7 separate regions of the Mus musculus genome follow, and regions 2, 3, 4, 5, 6 and 7 are each linked to region 1. A link is a contact called in public HiCAR-type, HiChIP or PLAC-seq and promoter capture Hi-C data. All regions are on one chromosome and are shown on one strand. Each heading gives the region's core, a stretch centred on a gene start, on an enhancer-like site or on the middle of the called end of the contact. The rest is flanking DNA. Distances are from core to core; before and after follow the strand shown. Region 1 holds the start of Zfp84 (zinc finger protein 84). Region 2 holds the start of Zfp607a (zinc finger protein 607A). Region 3 holds the start of Fbl (fibrillarin). Region 4 holds the start of Zfp780b (zinc finger protein 780B). Region 5 holds the start of Zfp974 (zinc finger protein 974). Region 6 holds the start of Psmc4 (proteasome (prosome, macropain) 26S subunit, ATPase, 4). Region 7 holds the start of Zfp59 (zinc finger protein 59).

Region 1 (3,288 bases), core at 363-2,862:
CTGTCTTTCTCTTCCAACCCCTTCTCCTCCTTTCACACATGCACGCGCTCCCGCACATTCCTTCACACAGACACACAAAGTGCTCCTGTGCTCTTCACTAACCCACAGGCCTACATTCCAGTAACAACTGGCGGCTTCTCCATGTCCAAATCAGGAACTCCAAATTTGAAACATTTGTTTAGAGCCCTCCTCCTGTCACCGCCCTTGGATTTAGGTTGAATTCATTTTGCCGAGCACTGAGAACCCTGCGGGGTGTTTGGGGACTGGGGCTGAACTGTAAATTGCTTGCACCCGTTGTTTTCTGGGAAATGTAGTTCAAACCGAGGAGTCCAAGCCGCAGTGCCTTGTGGGAAAAACAAGCCAGGGCACCAAATCCTCCTTCGTGTAACCCCTGCCACAACATCTGCTCTAAGCCGATTCACGGAGAATTCCTCTGGGAATTCTGTCTAGAAAGGGTCCCAGGAGGTCCCGGAAAGACCAGGAACCTAGAAATCCAAAAAGCGGAATCTGGGTTTCAGGCTGCCGGTAAACCTAGATCTTGTGAGCGAGATATTCTCTTCTCTCTCTCTCTCTCTCTCTCTCTCTCTCTCTCTCTCTCTCTCTCTCTCTCTCTCTCTCTCTCTCTCTCTCTCTTCCCCCCGGAGACAGTCTTCCTAATAAAACTCTGCTTCCACAACAACAAAATCAACCAACAATAACAAAATCCACCAAGACTTGAGGCACAGTGATGCATACTTTTAATCATAGCAAACAGAAGGCAGAGACATGGGCCAGAGTTTGAAGCCAGTATGATCGACATTGAATTCTCATTATATGAGTGAGAATATATATATATATATATATATATATACATATACATACATACATATGGAATTCCATAAAATTTGATCCAACATAAATGTTCATGATTGGCCCAACATAAGTGCTTGGAACAGAACAGACGATGCTCTTAAGAACTGAACCATCTCTCTGTTTATTTTCCTTTATGGACACAGGTCGTTAGGTAACCATGGCTTCAAACTTGTTATGTAACCGAGGCGGGCATTAAAACTCTTGATTCTCCTGCTTCTGCCTCCTGAGTGCTGGGATTACAAACATGCAATGCTCAACCCAGGCTAATGCAGCACATTTAAATTTGTGGCTATCGAGTGGTAAGTAGACTAAATATTCCAGTAAAGATAGGGCGATCTTTGCCCTATCCAGTCGTTCCCAGTCCTAACAGCCTTGTCTCATTCCTTCAGGGAGCTTGGAACACCACACTGGAGAAGCTCTTAAGAGCCCTCATATATCCGACTGTCAATAGCAGGATGAGTTCTTTACCGAGAACGCGGTCTGTGATGTCTTCTGGGAAATGTAGTCCTGAGCTGGATCACTTGCTCGGGTTCTTGCCTCGCTTCTGTAGCTGGAGTAAAGATCCACCCCCACCACAGAGCCGAAACTGCTTAAGTTTCAGAGACTTCAAGCCTTGGATCCTTGGGAAATTCCCCCTTTAGAAAACTAATCGTCCGTTCTCTAGTTTCAACAGATCTCTACTTCCTCTCTCGCACACTGAAACTCTCCTGCAGACTCTAGAAGTAGCACCGCCTTCTGGGAAATGTAGTCCACTATAAATGCTCAGCCACATGGCGGAAGTGGCTGGAAAGAGGTTGTTCCGGATCATCTCAGTGCCCTACCCGACCTAACCCGGTACTGTCCTGGTCGGTATTCGCTGGTCGTCCGAGTTCGAAGCCGTGAGATCGCAGTTTATACTTTTGAAGTGAGTCTGCCCTTGGTTTTAAGTGCTTTGTGTAAATACAGTCCTTAAGGCCTGTATTTGTTGGTCGCTGGCTGCAGGCCGGCTCTAGGGGACCCACCCGGTTTCCGGGATGGCGCTAGAGGCTTAAAGAGGGACTAAGGCGGCGGGAGTGTGACTGCATGGGCGAAAAGGTTTTTGGAGGATGTGGATTGTACAGGAGGGTGAGAGAGAGAGAGTGCGCGAAGTCAGCAGAACGTGGGTAGTAGGTGGTTACCAGATCCTCTAGTCTTGCAACGCAAAGTCGGGGGCGGGAGGTGCGGGACACCATTTATGTCAAGTTTATTTGAAAATTTGGGGGGAGGGGGGAGAAAGCTAAATAGTAGAGACGGTAAGGATTTCTGTGTTCAAGATAGATCAGTTTACCAATCAGCATGACTTTTAACTGTAGTTAGGAGTTAGATATGGTGACCCACATCTATAATTTCAGCACTCGAGCTGCGGAAGCTGGAAGTCAGTGACTTTGAGGACAGCCGTGGGAACATAGTGAGTTCCAGGCTACCGGGACCCACATAGTGAAATCCTGTCTCAGAAACGGATGAGTGTATAGAAATTGTATTTGAAAAAACGTAATTACTGTGGGTTCCTACTTTTGTGTCACACCCTCCGAGTAGCCATTTAGCCTTGTTTAGGGAACTCTTAGAAAATCTTAGCCTCTGTTGACTACCACTAGAGAAGTCAGAATTTGAAGTTCATGATTCTGGGTGATCCACTTCAGGTTCTAAAAAGACAACTTCCTCAGCTCTAGGCTTTTCTGTCAAGAAGCAGACATAGTGAGCACACGGAGTCTCCGTTGTACCCCATCTTCACCCTGTCCAGTTTATAGTTACAAAACTAGTCCTCGGTGTGGTGGGTTTAGAAGGTGGGGGCTTTTTGAAGGTAATTAAATGGGAGTAGTGCCCTGGCTCCCTGGAGCTACCTGCCTTCTCTAGGTGAGAGTGCAGTCCAGAGACTCCATCTGGGGACCGGGGAAATCGGTTTTCACTAGACACCTAATTTGTCAGTGCCACCACAACAGAGAAATAAGTTTGTTATTTATAAGCTAGTCTCTGGTATTTTGTTATAGCAGCTTAAGTGGGCTAATGGACTTTAATACTGCACCTGGCCAGTTCCTGCAGAAATTATTTGAAGTTCCTGAAATGTACTTTGTTTTTTTGTTTACGGTTTCCAGAGAGATCAAGTTCCTTTTTTTTTTTTTGGCTTGGTATGGAGGAATCCACAGAAACGCCTTTCTTCATGACATGAGGAACTCTTCCTACTGTCCTAGTAAAAGGGAGTGTGGGGTGAGATAGAATTGGTTAGTCCTGGGGTGAGGTGCATGTGGAGGTTTTGAAGATGATTGAACCTGTTCATGGTAACACCGAAGAGTGAGTAGCCTAGAGGCACGGCTTTGAACTTTGGACAGAATTTCATTTTATTCATCTGTCTAGTGTCTAGATAGATGGCTCGGTGGTTAAGAGCCGTGGCTACTCTTCAGAGAGTCTGGGTTCAGTCCC
Region 2 (3,130 bases), core at 267-2,766, 1.9 Mb before region 1:
TCTGTAGTAAACACATGGCTGGGTCTGACTTGTTTTTCAATCTAATGTGACAAACCTATACTTCGGCGTTTAGATAATTTACATTTTACTGCGGTTACTTTTATTACTAGCGTGGTCTAGTCTCGTCAACATTTGTTTACTCACATTCTGGAAAATTCGTGTAAATACAGGAGACAACAAAAGTAGTTTTGAAAGTTCAATAGTGTCACGTTACAATAAATAGGGTTTTCTAAAAACACGTGTATGTTTTTGTTTAGGCTACCTGGACATGCTAGTCCTTCATCCACTCAGTCCAACATGATGTAAGTGACTGCCTAATGGGCACAGCTCTGTTGATGCATACCGATCTGGCTCTCACTCACATTCTCCCGTCTAGATAACAGATGCTATGGTCTGACTCCCCTGCTCCCCAGCATAGCTGCAGCCATTCTGTTCTATGCCTGCCAGCTATTTCACAGTGTTGCTGTAACATGCCTGCCAGTCACTGACATAGAGAAGTGACTGAGCTCAGGGACACGCTGGCCACATACCCTGTTTTGTTCTGTGTGCTCTCAATGATCTGTATGAGGTTTGCTTATCTTATTTCACAAAGCTGTATGTAGGACCCATTGAATCAAAGGTAAATAGCAACTGTTATGTCTAAAATATCTTGAGTAAAGCTGACCACTGGGCAGCTCTTCCTGTACCTGCATATGAGCTCAGTGTTTTTTTTTTTTTTTTTTTTTTTTTTTTTTTTTTTTTTTTTTTTGGGGCTGACATTGAAGAATGCTGCTAATAAGCCAAAAAGTTTTAATACTCATGTTCTGTTATCTCACTGTTCTGAAATTCCCCAGTTCACCACCCATCCACCCCCCACCTTACTCAGGTCCTATCAGCTTAAAGGTTGCTAAAAATATACTTTGCCTAGGAAGCCAACAGCTCCCCTCCCTGCCCTTTAAACGTTTGAACCTGGTTTCTCATATAAAAAGCCTACCCTGAGAGCAGACCAGTACTACAATTAGGCTCCCGAGTCCTTTTTGCAGTCCTGAACTCCAGTATTATGGTACGTGTTTAATACACTAGTCTTGCTTAACTGAGATTGGTGTATGTATATAAGGTTTGAGTGGCGACTTCCTGAACTCCAACACAGCGACAATGAACCCTGGGAGTGTCTAGAACTTCTGTTTCTCTCTGAAATCGCTAAACTACCCACGTTCAAACCCAACAATTCTTTAGTTCAGTCTTTTCCAATTTACCATAGTCCCCACCAGAGCACAGCGAGGTGGAATCCCACTCAGTCTCAAGCAAAGATACAGCCAATTACAGCCTGATTTGATCTTACTTCTTTTGAACTTTAAAACTTCAGTTTGTCTGTCAGCTCCACAGGAGAGAAAATCAGTTACTAGTAGAACCCGGAACTATTTTGATCACAGGAGGGAGCCTCCCCTTTAAAGTCGGGGAGTACCCCCCTCCCCCTGGGAACTCTCACAAGCCACAGGACGCAGCTCTCAAATGGGCTGGGCCAAGTTGCATGCTGGGATCTCTCTGGAGCCCTGGGCTTCTCGGATCTCCGGTAGCGAGGGCTGTAGTTTTCAGGGCCACCATGGCAAGAAGTAGTGGATAGGCTCTGGGTGTCCTGGTGCCGCTAATGCGGAAAGTCCGATCTTTCTGGTCGGAGGAAGAAATCTCTAGTTGGCTTCGGTCTCCACGTAAGGCGGGAACCAGCCGGCTGGGTGTGGATGTGGACCGCGGTGTGGGGTGGTTGTGTATTTATGTGTGGGGGGACGGTGCTGCTGCAGGTGGTGGTGGTGGTGGTGGTGGTGGTGGTGTGTGTGTGTGTCTGTCTGTCCGAGTGTGCACACTTTGAGCTCTCTGCATTATCTCTGTCACCCAGTGTCACCCGGCTTGTTGCTCTCTGCTCCTACTTTCTCCCCTGGCCACAGGGGCTGAAGCAGAGGACCAAGCTTCTGAGAGAAGAGTCCGCACTGAAGGGAAGCTTTCCCTGAGGCCCAGAGTTGAGCATGGGAGGAGCATTTCAGGCCGGAAGAGTCTCCAGGGTTGCTTAAGAGAGCAGGCAGCTACTTGTTGAGCCCCAGGACTTTCCCAGAGCCCTATCCTAGCCACGTGAGTGTTGACAGAGTAGCAGAAAGTGCTCCCTGAGGATGCTCTCAGATATAGTCTGGGATCTCGCGCTTATTCAGGCTCCGTGCCTCAGCCATTACAAAGGAGGGCTGAAGTAGAATAAGGACTTTATTGCTGCACATCAAAGATTAAAGAATGAGCTTGTGCTTTGTTTGAAAATGAGGTTTTAGTTTTAGAATATGGAATTGTCAGTAACTGAAGGAGGGACAGGCAAATTGATACCTCCACCATTGTGTCCCTTACATTGTCCCTTCCCTTTCCACTTAGTATTCGCATTATCCTTCCAATGACATCCCTTGACATCGTCTCTCTACAATCACTTCTTTTTCTGAACAAATTATAGATAGGAGTCTCCAGAGGTTAGCGTTAGGGCTTTTACATCCCGATCTGTTAAATTGGCGCCTATTTCAATGGCATCACTCATCCTATCTTTACAGGCCTGCCTCTCAAAGCAGCAGAAAACTGCAGGTGGTTGACTATGTCTGTTCACCATTTCAGCTGGGAAAGTGATAGCACTGAATTTGGCATCTTTGAGAGCTAGTGATTTTCTGAGTGTGTGTGTGTGTGTGTGTGTGTGTGTGTGTGTGTGTAATGGGTAACACTGGCCAGATCCAGATGAGCAATGCCGTCCGTGGCTGATAGTGGGTGTGGATCTGTGGTATCAGGTTGAAGTCTTGGTTCTGTCCCCTCAGGCTCTCCAGGCCTGTCAGGAACCTTAGGATGCCTGTGGTGAAGCCTGTTAGTGCAATGCCGCCATATCCTAAGGGCCTGGTGTGCTTTAGTTGTTGCTCTGTGAGGCCATCTTGGGTTCATTCCCCTCAGTGTTCTGCAGGACAAGGGAGTGTGAGAAACAATGCGATTGCTGGGCAGTGGTGGTGCACACCTTTGATCCTAGCACTTGGGAGGTAGAGGCAGGTGAATTTCTGAGTTCCAGGCCAGCCTGGTTTACAGAATGAGTTCCAGGACAGCCAGGGCTACACAGAGAAACCCTGTCTCTACAAAAAAAAAA
Region 3 (3,279 bases), core at 174-2,673, 1.6 Mb before region 1:
CTAAAACATTTCAGTGTCTTACAGGCTTGTAAGAATCCCCTTTAATGCTTATTTTGTCTAAAACAAAACAAAAACCAGTGCTGGATGCTAGGGTGATTTGTCACCCTGGCAACCATCCAGCCCTTCCCTGGCACTTGGCTGCCTTGAATGACTACCATCCAAGCAAACCCCTCTTGGCAGCCAGCTGGTCTACTGTCATGGCAGCCTGGCAGCTCTTGAATGCTCCACAGACACCTCCAGGAAGCTATACTGCATGGACCACCACTTAATGCTAAAAGACAACTCCTGCTCTAGGAGGCACTATCCTGGCCCTGACTATCCCCAAGAGTTTAACATGGACTTTTTGCCATCAGAAGCCTCTATAATCCTTGGCAGCCACTTCACCAAGGCCAGAGGGAAACCATTTCCCCTGGTAACCCAACAAAAAGTCAGCGGTTAGTGCAAATGATCTTTCAGTTGCACGGAAGGCTGTAAGTTCTGGCTATTAGGACGCTTCTTCTGGAGACCGGTCGCTCCTGTGCTGCCTCCTGGTGGTGCAACATTAACACTGGGCCTTCTGCAACAGTTGTTGCTCGACTGATGTGATCTTTATCAGTAGGGTGGGCTGAATTCATGACCTGAAGAGGAGGAACAGAGGCAGAAACAACTGCAAACCAGCAGTGGCCTGGGAGCAGCTGCGACAACATTTGGGTGAGTGAAGATTTCCAGTAAGAGGCCAGGGGTAGAGAGCAGAAGCAGTGAGATGCCTGTTCTTCGCTGTAAAGGAGGGAGCTCTTTGAGCGGAAAAGGAAAAGGAAGGAGAAATAGAAAAGCGAAGTGTACCATAGGAGATCCCGAGTTCCAGCTCAGCCTGGACCCCACTGCAAAACCCTGTCATAAAATACAAACCTCAACAACAAACAGAAACATAAGGCTGTGCTGGAGAGATAGCTCAGCTGTGAAGAGAACATAATGCTCTTGATGAAGACTCAGGTTCGGGTCTCAGCACCTATTTGGCGGCTCACAATTAATTGCCGGTAACTCTAGTTCCAGGGGATCTGACGCCTTCTCCTGACTTCCATGGCGTATGCGTGGTGCACAGACAGACGAATATGCAAGCTAAACACTTCTAAGGATAAAATTTTAAAAATTTAAAGTCTTTGAAAAATAATAAATTTTTAAAAATCGGTATAACCCCTGATTCCTGGAGTGCTAGCATAAGTGAGAGGAAAAGTCGCAGCGCACTTGTGATAAAATTTGCCACTCTAGGAAAAAGTGAGGAGCGTAGAGACACGACAGAGCCGGAAAAGGATTCAGAACTCCCACCCAAGGGGCCGACTCCGACTTCCGGGAGACGGGACGCGCGTCTAAGGGGCGTGGTTACGCGCTTCCGTCACTCGCCGTGCGTCACCGCGCGCAGGCGCTCCTTTCCACGTGCGAAAGCCTGAGACTCGTGGAGTCGGGGACGCCGCAGGTTGCCTGAATCGCGCGACCAGAACGCAGTAATGAAGCCAGGTAAGGACCACGGTGCGGGCAGGAGTCGGGGGCTCTAGGCGCGGCGGGCGGGGACCGCGGCCGCTCGGGGCCGGGGGATGTGGCCGTGAGCTCGGCTCACCGGCCGGCCTACAAGCTTGCCGCCTCAGAGCGGCCGGTGCGGCCCTCCAGACCCTGACCCAGAGTTGGGGCTTGGATCTCCGAGCATTGCTTTAGGGGATCCGACTTGGGTCGCAGATGAAAGGGCCCCTGTCTCCACCCCAAGCCTTCCCTGTTGCCGCCGTCACCCACTGTCACTCCCTGTCAACGATACCTTGGTCCCCAACCCAGCTTCCCCCCGGGTAAATGAGGATCTCCGGCTCCGTGGTGTGCGGCGCTCGCGTGCACAGGCTGGCGCTCGCCGCGCTTCCGGGAGGGGCGGGACCCAAGGCTTGTAGGAGTAGAGGCTCTGGGGACCTGGGAGTCCCTGCTCTGTAGTGAGAGCGACTTTACTAGCCCGGCTATTAGCGGGGTAGGTGATTGGAATTGAGAGGGGTTGGTTTAGGTTTGGATTTTGAGAGCGTCTTGTCACGTGATCCTAGCTGGCCGAGATCCACCAGCCTTTACCTCCAGAGTACGGGGATTAAAGGCGTGCGCCACCACGGCTGGCCTGACAAATGTATCCATCTCACCTATTTCCCGCGTTTTTTTCTGATGAGCCCACTGTATGGTGGATGATGGCGAGAGTTCTGGCTTTGACAATAGAAAGTTCTCGTTTCTCTCTTGAGTTCTTAATGGATAAGTGGTTTTCTTGGTGATAGGTTACTCTGGGCTGTCAATCCTAGCACTCGGAAAGCGGAGACAGTTAGATAATGAGTTTGTAACACCAGTCTGTTCTACATTAGTCGTGATAGCATGAGCTTTTCCTGTTGCCGAAGGATCAGTTTTCACCACTGCAGGTTTTTGTCTGGCGTGGACACACATGTTCCTGTGGACAGATGGAGAGTAAGTCACTGCAGGCGATAGTGACCCATCTCTCCCTCCCAGACATGTTGAATATCTATCTGGGGCTCTGTTCTGGATGTCTGGGGAAGTAAGGTGGAGGGATTGCTAGTCTGGATGTTCTCCTGGCATCCTGTGATTTGTGCTTTCCCCTCAACCTTTCTCCATCACACGATAGAATGAGAATTGTTGAACAGTCGAATCTTCTGTGACAGTTTGTGTCTTGAATACGAAGCAGCTTTGGGGGAGATTGTTTTAAACAGAGGTGTGCTACAAAGTATGGTGGACGATTCTCAACAAGGTCCTTTATTTTCATGTTTGTGTATTGAAATGGCATCTTATTGTAATAGCCTAGGCTAGCCTCAGACTCGGCTTCCCAAGTGGCTGGGTTGCAGGCATGTGATTGCAGCAGTTGCTGGAGTTGCTAGTTTGGAGGTGGGGAGACTTGTAGAGAAAAGCAGATTCTAAAACAGCAGACTGTGTGTGAACATAAAAGTCTTGTTGAGTAGTGAGTCCTTTCGGTTCATTTTCCTCAAAACCCCAGGACCAGAAATGGATCCTGATAACACATTGAGTATTATGTGTCTGAGTTGACCCTGCTATCTACCGGTCGCCATGAGGATGCCAACAGCTTGCCAGATCTCTGTTCTGTCAGGCCCAGGGTTGGAGCTAGTGGCTCTTCTCCTCAGTACTCTTGTGTATACAGTTCCTTGATTTTTCTATCATTCCCATAGACCTTTGCTACTTTAGGGTCTTGAGTAACAGTAGCATAGCCATCCTCCCATATGAGCTACAGGACACCATTCTCTTCTGAATGAAAACAAG
Region 4 (3,257 bases), core at 498-2,997, 1.8 Mb before region 1:
CACTGCACTAACAGGCTTCACCACAGGCATCCTAAGGTTCCTGACAGGCCTGGAGAGCCTGAGGGAACAGAACCAAGACTCCAACCCGATACCACAGATCCACACCCACTATCAGCCATGGCATTGCTCATCTGGACCTGGCCAACATTACCCATTACACACACACACACACACACACACACACACACACACACACACACAGAGTCAGAAAATCACTAGCTCTCAAAGATGCCAAATTCAGTGCTATCACTTTTCCACTCCCAAAGTTCTCAAGAGTGAACAGAAATCGTCTACCACCTACATTTTCCCCTGTACAGAACACCTATTAAACACATCCCATCTAACCTTAAGTGAATGAGACTCAAACTACCATATTTATTTATTAGGTTCTGTGCAATTACTGCGGGATGACCCTAATCTATATCTCTAAATGACAGTCTGGCGACTGGCTCGACTGCACTTCCCAAATCCTTGCTGTTTCAAACTTCCAGGGCTACTTCTGCTCCAGCCGTCTGGTGTCCCCGGGAGGCATATCACTCTGTCAGGAACGGTTGGTCCAGCTCTTGGAGACCTCCTGTTCTCTAGTCTTTTCCTCCCCTGTGCTCTGCCTCTGTTCTCTCTCCTCCCCTGGTGGTGCCTACTTGAGACCCACAGCTCAGTTACTCAAACTCTACCTCTCTCTATTCCTCTCAGGAACTGGCTGTGGCTAGTTTTATTTAAACTCAGGTTTTAAGCTGGGGAGCAAAGTTCACATAGCATCACTTGGAGTATGTGAGGATCTGCTCATGGCGAAGGGTGGGGGGGGGGGGACACCAGATCTTGGGAGCCAGTATTTAGCATTAAATACAAGCAGCACCAGCACCCCTGAAGTCCCCCTGCTTTGAAAGGAAGGTCTATAAAGATCAAAGTCCATCTGCTATGTGATGCCATGGATAGGAATTGGTTTGAGTTTGAGATTCCTAAGGTTAACCTCTGGAGATTCTTATCTATAAAGTCTAGGGGAAAGGTCTGATTATTGAGAGATATCAAGGATCACTGAAACAATAGTGAGAATACTAATTGGGAGGAGAACGAACAATGTAAGAGCCACAAAGTTGGAGCTATCAGTTTGTCTGTTACTCCTTCATTTACTGACAATTCTATAGTCTAAACCTAAAGCCTCGTTTCTCACACGGAGAGAAAGCACAAACTTCGCCCTTGAGTCTTAGCTGAGTAGCAATAAAGATCTCATGCTTCTCTAGCCCTCCTTTGGAATAATGGCCGAAATGGGGAGCCTGTGGGGAGCCCAAGGAAGCCTGAGATCCCAAACTAGATCTGAGAGCATCCTCAATGAGCACTTTCCCTCCCTTCCCGCAACACTCGCATTGCTACAGCTCAGGGAAACCTAGGGATCTTATCCCCCTAGGGGCCCCTCGGAGGCACTTCCGGCCTCAGCTACTCATGTACCTCAAAGGAAGCTTCCCTTCAGACTCTGCACCTGATCTTTCCTTGCTTCAGCCCCTGTGCCTGCAAGAGAAAGCAGGAGCAGAAAGCTACAAGCATAGTGACACAGGAGATGCAGAGTGCTCAAGGTGCGTATACATACAGAGAAACAGACACACACATCACCGCCCCTACACACTCACACAAATATCAACATCCATCCCACACCCACACCCAGCATGCTGGCTCCGATCTTACTCTGTGAGGACGTAGGCCATAGAGCGATTTCTTCCACCTACGAGAAAAACCTGACTTTTCAAGGGAGCGATACACGACACCGGAATTCGATCCGTTACTTCCGGTGCGGTGGACCCTGGGAAATGTAGTCCTTGCGGCGGAACTCCGGGAAGCCCAGAGCTCAGAGGTTCAGGGCGATCCGAGCTTGCTACTGGGACCAGCCCACCTGGGAGCTGCGCCTGGTGGTGTCAGGGGTTTTTCCAAAAAGGCACAGCCTTTAAAAGCTCCCGTGTGGTGCTCAAAAGGTACTTCCGCTTCTGCGCGCCACTGATTTTTCTCTTCCCTGGAGCGGACTGACAAGCAGAACAGGAAGTAAGATCAGAATGGGATATAAGTGACTTGAGTCCCACTGAGTGGGATTCCACCTCGCTGTGACCTGGTAGGGACTATGGTAAATTTGGAAAGACTAAACTAAAGAATTGTTGGTGTTAAACGTGGATAGTTTACATCAGCGATTTCAGACAGCCAGGTGTTCTGGACCCTCCCTGAGTTCAGGGTCCCTGTTACCTAGATAGAAAACGGTGAGTGAGGAACACATCAGAAAGTTTCAACTGAGTCGTGTCCGTTAGACAGTAATTTACCTCACGTTGAAGGATGAAAACAAGGAGGATTTGAAAACAAGTCAGACTCAACCGAGTATCAACTACAGAAAATATGTTAAAGTTCAGTACTCTAGAAGATTACGAGTGACCGTAATGAAGACTCAGGTTGATTTGATAATCGAGACAGACTGGGGACACAACATTGCCAGTGTAAATAAAGAGGCCAAGTCATCAAGTATAATAAACATGGCTGCGCGTGGTAAGACATGCCTTTTATCCCAGCAAAGGGGAGGCACAGCTCACTGCATGTGTGTGAGACTGAAGCCAGCTACAAGTATAGAGTGAAACCCTCCCTAAAAACTAAAATAAACTAAAAGTACTAATAGCGCAGCTTCAGGCACGAAGCAGGGGGAAAGCCTGGTAAGTAATAAGGTAGTAATAAGAATGACAGCCAGAAAATGGCCTAGTTGGCCGTCATTGGGAAGAGAGACCCCTTGGTCTTGCAAAGTTTATATGCCCCAGTACAGGGGAACGCCAGGGCCAAGAAGTGGGAGTGAGTGGGTAGGGGAGCAGGGCAGGGGGGAGGGTATAGGGAACTTTCAGGATAGCATTTGAAATGTAAATAAAGAAAATATCTAATAAATAAGAAAAGAAGCAGGGGGTGGGGGTGGGGGGAGATCAAATTGTGAGGGCTGGAGGGATGGCTCAGTGGTTAACAGCACTGACTGCTCTTCTGAAGGTCCTGAGTTCAAATCCCAGCAACCACATTGTAGCTCACAACCATCCCTAATGAGATCTGACGCCCTCTTATGGTGTGTCTGAAGACATCTACAGTGTAGTTACATACAATAATAATAAATCTTTAAAAAAAAAAAAAAAAGAAAGAAAGAAAGAAAAGAAAAAAAAAGAATGACATCCAAATCCACCATCACCTCAATAATTTTCAACCTCAATAATGAATAGAACAGACAGAAAAGCAATAGGGCATAATTGAAT
Region 5 (3,242 bases), core at 308-2,807, 1.8 Mb before region 1:
GAGGCTGGAGGGGCTGCAGCTGTGATGCTCAGGCAGCGTCCAGCATTCTGTGCCCACTGTTAGTGAATGGGACTGTGCACCATGGACCACTCTCCTGAGAACCTTCCCTCATCTATGATAACACTTATGTTGTCTCAAGCCATGATCCTTTATGAAGATAATTAGCTGTAAAACATCCTGTCACAGGAGGTGAGTATATGTTTCCCTCTTTCCATATTATGGGAGATTTTGAACAAAATAATGCTAAGTTTGTTCTGGGTGTCCTAGGTCTTTTGATCCTAGAACTGAGTTTCTCAACCTCCGCAGGGCTGACACAACTGTCCTGCCTTGGGCTCTGTGAGGACCACCTTGTGCTCTGTAAAATTATCACACTGAACACAATACAAATTTTAAAATTCTGCTCTTCATTATTACCTTCATTTCGTTTTCTCCTTGTTTTGAAACAGGTTCTCATTTTGTAGCACACCCCTCCTGGAACTTGCTATGTGGATCAAACTGATCCTTAATTTACAATGATCCTCCTGCTTCTGCCTCCCAAAATGCTGAGATTAAAATGTACACTGTACAGACTAGAGCTTATGAGTCATTTCCTTAAATATACAACCAGTATTTGCATTCTTTCTAACACTCCCTTGTCCTGCCATACCCTGCAGACAATGAACCCAAGATGAGCACTGTCTATAATGTGGGGAAAGGAAGTGATTTAGGGAGAAAAAGTCAAGGGTAATTGAAATGGTCATGTGAACACCAGGACCTAAGGGCAGGGACAACGTAAGGGCCACAGCGGTGGAGGTATGAATGTGTACGTTCACCTACCTGCATTTACTGACAATTCCATATTATAAAATTGAAAACTCATTTCTCAAACAGAAAAGAAGAGTACACTCATCCTTGACTCTTAGATGGGCAGCAATAATGATCCCATCCTTCTCAAGCCCTCCTTTTGACTGATGGCCTTCGCGGGGAGCCTGCGCAAGGATGAGATCCCCATCATGCTCTGGCAGCATCCGCACTGAGCACTTTCCTTCAGTTCCCTCAACACTCACACAGCTAGGGCTCTGAGAAAGTCATGGAATTCAACAAGTAACCACCCTCCTAGGTCACCCTCGGTGGCACTTTCAGCCCCAAATGCTCCTCCCAAGCTCAAGTCTGTACCTAGCCTGACCTCTCCTTACTGAAACTTAGTCCTCTGCTTTGGTTCCTGTGGTCGCGAGGGAAAGTTGGAGCAGAAAGCGACGCGCACAGAGCCCCAGATAATGCAGAGAGATCAAGGTGTGGACACACACACACACACACACTATCACATCAACAAACAGCGACCCTATACGACCGTCCGCACACGCCCACTCCCAGCCGGCTGCCTCAGGCCTTACTCCATGGAGACCGAAGCCAACCTGAAATTTCTTCCGCCGACCACAAAGATCGGACCTTCCGCATTAGCGGCACCAGAACACCAAAAGCCTATGCGCTAGTTTCGGCGTGGTGACCCTAAAAAATGCAGTTATCACCAGCAAAGCCCCCGTGAAGCCCGGCTCTTGGGGGCGGGGATGCCAGATCTGCGAGCGGAGCCCAGTGGTTTGTGGGAGTTCCCACGGGGGTGCGCGCTTAAAGGGGAGGCGCCCTCCTTTGAGTAAAAGTTACTTCCGGTTCTGCGGGGAACTGATTTTCTCGCCCTTAAAAAGGCAGGGATGCTCTAGATAGAAAATGTGACTGAGGACCACATGCTATGCAACAACCGTACTGTGTCTGTTAGACAGGCTAGACGATCCTCATAATAAAACTAGTCGCATTGAAAGTACTGTAATCGGTCTAAAAGCTAAAGTACAGGTTTGTCACATTAGATTTGAAAAGAGGTCAGACCCAGCTATCTGTTAACTTCAGAAAATATGTTAAAGATAAATACTCTAGCAGATTCAAAGTGACCATCTTTACATAATCAAAAGAAAACTCAAGTCGATTATAAAATGGAGGCAGATTTGGGGGCAAAGAACATTGCCAGTGATAATAAAGAGGCCAAGACATCAAGTGATAGTAAACATGGCTGGGCGTGGTAGCAATGGCTTTTATCCCAGCGATGGGGAGGTACAGCCAGCTGCATGTCTGTGAGAAGAGACCACCGAGGACTACCCAGTGAAACCCTGTCTAAGAACTAAAATACACTCAGATTATGGTGGCACATGCCTTTTACTCTTTTTGTGTCTGAGTTACCTCACTCAGGATATTTTCTAGTTGCACCCATTTGCCTGCAAAACTCATGATGTCCTCATTCTTAATAGCTAAATACTATCCCATTATGTAAATGACCCACATTTTCTGTATCCATTTTTCCATTGGGGGACATCTGGGTTGTTTCCAGCTTCTGGCTTTCACAGATAAGACCTCTATGAACACAGTGGATTTGTGGTATGGTGGGGCATCTTTTGGGTATATTCCAAGAGTGGTATAGCTGGGTCTTTGTGGTTGATCTATTTCCAAACTTCTGAGGATCCTCGAGATTGATTTCCAGAGTAGTTGTATCAGTTGGCAATCCCACCAACAATGTCTTAGAGCTCAGGCTCTAAGATCCAGAATTGATAAATGGGACCTCATAAAACTGGAAAGCTTCTGTAAGGCAAAGGACGTAGTCAGGACAAATCAGCAACCTATAGAGTGGGACAAAACTTCACTAACCCCACATCCTATAGAGGGTTAATATCCAAAATATATAAAGAACTCAAGAAGCTAAGCTTCAAAAATCCAAACAACCCAACCACAAAATAAGGTATAGAGCTAAACAGAGAATTCACAACAGAGGAATCCCAAATGATGGAGAAGCACTTAAAGAAATGTTCAAAGTCCTTAGTGATCAGGGAAATGCAAATCAAAATGACCTGAGATTCTACCTTACAACAATCAGAATGGCTAAGACAAAAAACTCCGGTGACAGCACTTGTTTCTACTGCACTTTTGAAACTTAAAGACTGTATCTATTTTTAAGATATCCCATAGGCTAATACTAGACCAGGAGTCCCCAGCTATATCTAGGTGACTGTTTCTGCAAAGCTTCCTGTTTTGTTATTCCACTGGCTTTTGGATCATTTATAAAGATGCTTAGCCTTCTGTCATGCCAATGTGTTCCGTCCTCCTTTCTCTCCACAGTGTGATTCTGGTCAGTCTGCTCCATCACAGTTCTTTTCTTAGTGCTACCCCTTATCCTTCATGGAAGTAAAATCAGATAATTGCCCTCCATTTTCTCCACAGGA
Region 6 (3,242 bases), core at 10-2,509, 1.7 Mb before region 1:
TTCCAAGAACTGACCGATGACCAAGGGGATGCTCTGGATCCGCTTCACCTCCTCCTGGGCGTGGAGGAATTCCTTCTTCAGGTTCTTCTGCTCGTCCTTGATATACTCCTCCTGCACTTCCAGGAACTCCAGCTCCTGCTGCAGCTTCTGCACGCACAGGGAGGGCAAAGGGTTGGCTGCAGCCTTGCCGTACCACAGTGGGAGGTGGGGGGGGGGGCGTATGTGATGGGGGATGGGAGGTATGCAGGAGCCAGCTTAGGGTTGAACACACCTTGTAGCGGCTGTACAGGTCCTCCAGGTCTTCAGGTTCGGGTCCCAGAAAGGACAGGCCGGTCTGCGGCCGAGACACGGACAGTGCTGGAATCTCATCCTGTAGACGGTAAAGACAACTTGGTGTTGGAAGCAGAGAATCATCTCGTGAAATCAGCGAAAGCGTTCTTCCTATTTCGCCACCAAGTCACCTATGTCTCCAGTACCTGACATCATTCACTATCTCTCAATAGATACAGGAGCTGCTCAGTCCCCTATGTAGATTGCTAATAGTAGGCCCCTTAAACAAAACTCATCATGAAAGTTTTGCAGCAGCTCCATACCGAACCTTAGCATCCCAGTCCCCTCAAGAGGTTCTAAAAGTCCCATGGATTTTAAAGTCAGAGTCACATTCAGAGTCTCATTACCCAGTTCTTCCCCTCCCCCCCCCAAAAGCTTTCATGTCAGATTCCCAACTCACGTTAAAGCCAAAGGTCACTCAGCCAAACCACAACCAATACTTAACGCCTCACCGTTCACGTCCCAAGCACAGTGAGTCCACTGGTCCCTTGGCCACGAACATACCTAGGCCACGGGGCCCCCATACATCATCCTCCACCTGGTCCAGACCCCAAACCGAAAAGCTAGTAAGCACAGCTCTCCAGGCCTCGCAACCGTTCTGTCTGAAAAGTCTTTAAGTTCAACGCCACTTTCCTCCCGCTCTGCTTTTCTGAGCTTTGCCGCCCTCCTGACAACATGACTACCCCGCCAGGCCCCGGGACCACCCAAAGCTCGACACCGAGGCCTCTGAAACCACCCAGCCCAGAGCTGGGATCCTGAGAACCCCTCAGCACCCCACTCATGTCCAGCTCCCGCTAAGAAACCCAGATCCCCACTGCACCTGAATCTTTTCCACCAAAATGCCTATCTCCTCCATAGTGACCAAGCCGGCCTCAGTGCAGCCCGGCCAGTCACGGCTTCCGCTGACGCCAACGGAAGTCCTTCACATAGAGCATCTTGGGAAACGTAGTTTTTAAGGTACCGCTGCGGGTTGACCTGACGGGCCGGATAACAGGAAGGGCGGGAAACTCTTAGCCCTGGGCTCCGCCCCCAAGATGGGTTCCTGCGCTCTGCGCTCCAGGCGCGCGCGCGCGGACCCGCAAGGATGTTGCGCGTGCGCAGTAACTCTTGTTCTGGCGCCATCCTGCTTCGCGGCCCGTCGCGCGTTGTGAAGGTTTCTCCAGTAGATGGCGCGGCCGAGTTGCTCTTGAAGAAAAGTCTCCAGAGGATTGATTGATTGATTTTAATATTATCCACTTTTTTACTTTCTTGTCTTTACAAAGCCAGCCCCGAACTGAGAATATGAAGATTAATCAAGTCCTGTCCTAACTTGTTAAAAACTCCAGAGCTTTGTTAGAAGGAATTCGCAGACATAACTAAGTATAAGAAACGAGAGGCACTAAAGAAGCCTTTAGTTCCACAGAAGAATCTCTTGACCTTCTCTGGCCGCCACCTGAAGAGAGAAGCAGAGGTCACAGAACGGCGAGGAGCCAATCAGATCGTACCAAAGCTGGAGAAACCGAGGCAGCTGCGAATGCAGATCTTTGCGGAGTCCTGTCGAATCTTTTCTTCTCTGTCCTCTTCACATTATTTTTAGGGGCTGTCAAGATGGCCCAGTGCTGAAGAACACTTGTGGCTCTTCTACAGGACCCGAGTTCGGTTCCCAGCACCCAGGTGGGGCAGCTCACTAGCATCTGTAGGCAACTCCTTCGGTTTCTGCAGGCACCTGCACTCAAGCACACGTCCCCGCTAGCAGAAACACACTTACACATAATTAAACGTTTTGAAAGGATTTTATATTTAGTTACGTGTACATGTGTATATCGGAGTGCGAATTTGTGCACCTGGATTCAGTACATGCAGAAGCCAGAAAAGGGCATAGGAATCTGTGGCACTGGAGTTACAGACTGTGTGCGCCATCTTTTCAGCCTCCTGTTGAGTTTTGATTGTTGTTATGGCTCAGGAACTTTGATATGCTAAGCAAGCCCAGCTAAAATCCTTAGTATGTATTATATTCTCTTCTACAAAGAAGGAAGCTGGTGCCAAGCACTGAAGTCACTTGAGCAACTGGTAAAGCAGGGTTAGAACCTAGATCTGTATTCCTTGTACCAGGGATATACACTACCACACTTCATAACAGCTATAGTTTTTGTTAAGTAAACTTTTTATTGGGGCACAGATAGGTAGCAGGCACAAATCATTATTTTCTAGCTACATAATGCTGCACAAATTGAACGTCCTATCTGTTCTGTATGGTATGGAGAATCTACAGTAGCTCTCACACTGGCTAGCAGGTGGGTTCCTTCCCTCCATCAGTTGAAGAATTAAAAGACAGAAAAACAGTGACCACAAAGTAAAGGTGAAGTTTGTTGGCAGGCAATACAAATAGTTGAGAGAGGCAGCTCTCCAGCTATTAGGAGGCTGTGTTTTTCTTTGGTTTTAAGGTGTCCCGCTGGTGAGTTCCACGCCACCTGTTCTCTGTTGATCTAATGGTGCTTATGTAGCTCTTCTGTAGCAGGCCTATGTCTTGGTCCACTGACATGGAAATAACTGAATTGTTGCCTGGCTGAGGTAAGTGTGGGCACCCCAGCACTCTCTCCTCTCTGTGGTGTAACAGGTAAGAGATCTGCAGTACATTAGAGGGGAGTGGCATATGTCTCAGAGAAATGGAAATTTACTGATGGGGCAAAAGCCTACGGAAACTCACTACTGGAGGCAAAAAGCCATTTAAAACAAGTAGAAGCACCATATAGATGACTCCCCATCAAGGCAGCTGGAAGAATCCCCATGGAGAGTCCCGGGCGTCTTCTTGAGTAATGCTTCCTAGGAAAAGCAAGACAAGCAAGCCTACAGATATCACCATCAGATTGGGTGCTCATAGTCATCCTTCAAAAATCACCTGGAAAGCCCCGGTGAGGCAGCCAGCTGGGCTT
Region 7 (2,951 bases), core at 18-2,517, 1.9 Mb before region 1:
TGAAACAAAACCCAAGCTTTGCAGAAGCAGTCACTTGGGTCTGTCTGGAGACTCCTTGCCTACCTCAGTAATCTGCTCGTGGGATAACTCAAAATAGATGGAGTCTTTAATATTTAAAAGTGCAATACAAAATATATGAAGTAATAGATGCCCCGCCAAGAAAAAAGGATAAAAGAGAAAGCTTTCCACAGCAACATCTTCAGGTAATGAGCGTTTCTCCCACAGGTGAGCGTACAGGAACAGTTCCCTTTCCAGATCCCCTCGTGTCATTAGAGCTTAAGTGTCTCCATTTTTATTGACTTCACTCAGAGTTGAGATGCTGTCCAAATCAGCTATGCTCTGTTGCTCTTGGAGGGTGTTGTTCTATCAGTTTTTTAAATTGACAACATTTGAATGTGTTGATTGATTTTGCTATCATTCCCTATTGTTCTAGCGGGACTTCCCCCCTCTTCATGTTTAAAGGTGTGCTATTTGAGTATACTCTGAGTTAATTTTGTTTATGTATTTATGTACTTATTTGTTTGAGACATTTGGGGTATCCTCTGAATTTTAGTTTATTTAGTCCTTTCAAGACAGTAGGAGTGTATTCTGAGTTTATTTTTAATTAATTTTTTTCAGACACCTCCTCTGCCTCCTTAGGGCGGTGACTAAAGGCATGTGCCACCATAATCTGAGTGTATTTTAGTTCTTAGACAGGGTTTCACTGGGTAGTCCTCGGTGGTCTCTTCTCACAGACATGCAGCTGGCTGTGCCTCCCCATCGCTGGGATAAAAGCCATTGCTACCACGCCCATGTTTACTGTCACTTGATGACTTGGCCTCTTTATTAATCTACCTCCATTTTATAATCGACCTGAGTTTTCTTTTGATCATGCGAAGATGGTTACTTTGAATCTGCTAGAGTATTTATCTTTAATATATTTTCTGTAGTTAACACATAGCTGGGTCTGACTTTTCAAATCTAAATGTGGCAAATTTTGGCGTTTAGACGATTTACAGTACTTTTAATGCGATTAGTTTTATTAAGAGGCTCGTCTAGCCTGCCTAACGGACACAGTTCTGTTGGTACATAGCGATACGGTCCTCAGTCACATTTTCTATCTAAAGCAGGGAATTCAGACTCCTCCGTCTTCTCTACAGGAGAAAGAAAATCAGTTACGCGGAGAACCGGAAGTACCTTTTGCTCAAAGGAGGGCGCCTCCCCTTTAAGCGCGCACCCACGTGGGCACTCCCACAAGCCACTGGACTCGGTTTTCTGATGGGCTGGCCCGAGTTGCACGCCGGGATCTCCGGGACGCTCCAGGCTTCTCCAGGGCTTTGCTTGTGACAACTGTGTTTTCCGGGACCACCGCGCCGGAAGTAGCGCATAGGCTTTTGGTTTATGTCTCCCCAGAGTAAGACCGGAGCCAGCGGGCTGGGAGGGGTGTGTACAGGCGGTGGGGTGGCTGTATGGTGTGTGTGTGTGTGTGTGTGTGTGTCTTTGAGTCTAACTGTATACACACCTTGAGCTCTCTGCATAATCTGTGTCTCTGTGCTTGTCGCTGTCTGCTCCTGCTTTCTCTCAGGGACACAGGGACTAAAGCAGAGGACCAAGCTTCAGTAAGGGGAGGTCAGGTGCGGGGTCTGAAGGGAAGCTTTCCCCGAGGCTCAGACTTGAGCTTAGGGCTATAATTTAAGGACGGGGGTGTCGTCTTGGAGGGAGGGTACTTGTTGAGTCCCCTGACTTTCTCAGAGCTGCAGCCATTGAGCATGCTCTCAGATATGGTCTGCGATCTCATGCTTACTCAGGCTTCCCTAGGTGGCCATTCCAAAGGAGGGCTGGAGAGGGATGTGGATTCAAGAATGAGTTTTCTGTTTCTGTTTGAAAAATGAGGTTTTAGTTTTAGAATATGGAATGGAAGTGAGGGAAGGAGGAACAGGCGAATTGATACCTCCACCATTGTGTCCCTTACATTGTCCCTGCCCTTTCCACTTAGTTTCAATGATCCGTGGCGTCTTCTCCCACAATCTCTACCTTTTCCTGAGATGTTGTAACTAGGAATTTCTAGAGGGTAGCGTTAGGGCTCTCAACTAAATCAATTTGTATCTTGATGGTGTCACACCTCAGATGGCCTTTGATCTTTACAGGCCTTCATTCGAAGCAAGGGAAGAATGTAGGCGATAGATGGTCTGGTCACCAGGGAGGATTTGGGGAGTGGGAAAGTAATAGCACTGAATTTGGCATCCTTGAGGACTAGGTATTTTGTGTGTGTGTGTGTGTGTGTGTGTGTGTGTGTGTGTGTAAAATGGGTAATGTTGGCCAGATGCAGATGAGCAATGCCATGTTTAAATATAGGGATGTGGATCTGTGGTATCCCGTTGGAGTCTTGGTTCTGTCCCCTCAGGCTCTCCAGGCCTGTCAGGAACCTTAGGATGCCTGTGGTGAAGTCTGTTAGCGCAGTGCCGCCATATCCTAAGGGCCTGGTGTGCTTTAGTTGTTGCTCTGTGAGGTCATTTTGGGTTCCTTACCTGGTTATTGCCGCTGGGACAGGGCCAGGGGATGTGGGCCACAAGCGTGGATGGCTGCTCCGGACCTAAGGCTGGTTTGTATAATCATGTACATTCCCTCTTTTAAGGAAAGTCCCCCCCTCTTAATGATAATGTCTCCGTGATAATCAAAGACAGCATGAGTCAAGGTGTGGCTAATGTCTCCACAAAATGGGACCTTCAGAACAGCACTTAAGGCTGTGGGAAAGAACTCTAAAAACATGGATTCAAAAACAAATAATTTCTCAAATAATGAGGATGCGGTATGAATTATATGAGGGGGCTTCAGGAAGAGCCAAGGCAGCTACAGTAGGAGCCAACTTGTCAGGAAACCACTAAGGGAGGAGGTAACGGGGATTAGGGAGTGGCAATTGTAGGAGATCCCACCCCGCTATGGTTTTTGTTTGTGCATTAAAGGGCAGATGG

The links. HiCAR-type assays count read pairs that join an accessible place to other places. HiChIP or PLAC-seq counts read pairs in DNA pulled down with a chosen protein or histone mark. Capture Hi-C pulls out chosen DNA fragments and counts their contacts.
Region 2: a HiCAR-type map of astrocytes shows a contact between it and region 1, with 5 times the contacts expected there. The contact joins the promoter of Zfp607a here to the promoter of Zfp84 in region 1. A contact is called at or near these places in 3 of 39 promoter capture datasets (hippocampal neurons and liver) and 1 of 115 datasets of contacts at active chromatin or transcription factors (astrocytes).
Region 3: a contact with region 1 is called in an H3K27ac HiChIP or PLAC-seq map of thymic regulatory T cells, with 9 times the contacts expected there. The contact joins the promoter of Fbl here to the promoter of Zfp84 in region 1. A contact is called at or near these places in 4 of 39 promoter capture datasets (the C10 cell line, hippocampal neurons, liver and 1 more), 3 of 484 Hi-C or Micro-C datasets (CD8 T cells, muscle stem cells and regulatory T cells), 2 of 115 datasets of contacts at active chromatin or transcription factors (regulatory T cell precursor and thymic regulatory T cells) and 1 of 9 other capture datasets (adipose tissue).
Region 4: a promoter capture Hi-C map of liver shows a contact between it and region 1, with 6 times the contacts expected there. The contact joins the promoter of Zfp780b here to the promoter of Zfp84 in region 1. A contact is called at or near these places in 6 of 39 promoter capture datasets (the C10 cell line, cranial neural crest, hippocampal neurons and 3 more), 1 of 484 Hi-C or Micro-C datasets (B cells), 2 of 115 datasets of contacts at active chromatin or transcription factors (astrocytes and bone marrow-derived macrophages) and 2 of 9 other capture datasets (adipose tissue and liver).
Region 5: a contact with region 1 is called in a promoter capture Hi-C map of liver, with 5 times the contacts expected there. The contact joins the promoter of Zfp974 here to the promoter of Zfp84 in region 1. A contact is called at or near these places in 4 of 39 promoter capture datasets (the C10 cell line, hippocampal neurons, liver and 1 more) and 2 of 9 other capture datasets (adipose tissue and liver).
Region 6: a contact with region 1 is called in a promoter capture Hi-C map of adipose tissue, with 15 times the contacts expected there. The contact joins the promoter of Psmc4 here to the promoter of Zfp84 in region 1. A contact is called at or near these places in 8 of 39 promoter capture datasets (the C10 cell line, cranial neural crest, erythroid cells and 4 more), 5 of 484 Hi-C or Micro-C datasets (B cells, CD4 T cells, CD8 T cells and 2 more), 3 of 115 datasets of contacts at active chromatin or transcription factors (astrocytes, embryonic forebrain and large pre-B cells) and 2 of 9 other capture datasets (adipose tissue and liver).
Region 7: a promoter capture Hi-C map of adipose tissue shows a contact between it and region 1, with 6 times the contacts expected there. The contact joins the promoter of Zfp59 here to the promoter of Zfp84 in region 1. A contact is called at or near these places in 3 of 39 promoter capture datasets (the C10 cell line, cranial neural crest and hippocampal neurons), 1 of 115 datasets of contacts at active chromatin or transcription factors (astrocytes) and 2 of 9 other capture datasets (adipose tissue and liver).

Annotation. Positions count from the first base shown.
Region 1 is chr7:29,766,940-29,770,227 of GRCm38.p6, forward strand. Zfp84 (zinc finger protein 84) reads left to right here and starts at 1,613. Exons shown (of 5, transcript NM_023750.2): 1 at 1,613-1,756. It overlaps Gm38983 (a long non-coding RNA gene), which reads right to left and starts at 1,314. Exons shown (of 2, transcript XR_881933.3): 1 at 115-1,314.
Region 2 is chr7:27,859,069-27,862,198 of GRCm38.p6, forward strand. It overlaps Zfp607a (zinc finger protein 607A), which reads left to right and starts at 1,517. Exons shown (of 5, transcript NM_001024726.2): 1 at 1,517-1,688.
Region 3 is chr7:28,168,325-28,171,603 of GRCm38.p6, forward strand. It overlaps Fbl (fibrillarin), which reads left to right and starts at 1,424. Exons shown (of 9, transcript NM_007991.3): 1 at 1,424-1,494. The coding sequence starts at 1,485. Gm31024 (a long non-coding RNA gene) reads right to left here and starts at 538. Exons shown (of 2, transcript XR_001778069.2): 1 at 1-538.
Region 4 is chr7:27,977,410-27,980,666 of GRCm38.p6, forward strand. Zfp780b (zinc finger protein 780B) reads right to left here and starts at 1,748. Exons shown (of 6, transcript NM_001081021.1): 1 at 1,681-1,748.
Region 5 is chr7:27,927,901-27,931,142 of GRCm38.p6, forward strand. Zfp974 (zinc finger protein 974) reads right to left here and starts at 1,558. Exons shown (of 5, transcript NM_001374027.1): 1 at 1,395-1,558. Gm26891 (a long non-coding RNA gene) reads left to right here. Exons shown (of 2, transcript XR_881914.3): 1 at 1-189; 2 at 447-574.
Region 6 is chr7:28,048,833-28,052,074 of GRCm38.p6, forward strand. It overlaps Psmc4 (proteasome (prosome, macropain) 26S subunit, ATPase, 4), which reads right to left and starts at 1,260. Exons shown (of 11, transcript NM_011874.2): 1 at 1,151-1,260; 2 at 272-370; 3 at 1-147. The coding sequence starts at 1,186.
Region 7 is chr7:27,837,317-27,840,267 of GRCm38.p6, forward strand. Zfp59 (zinc finger protein 59) reads left to right here and starts at 1,268. Exons shown (of 5, transcript NM_011762.3): 1 at 1,268-1,393.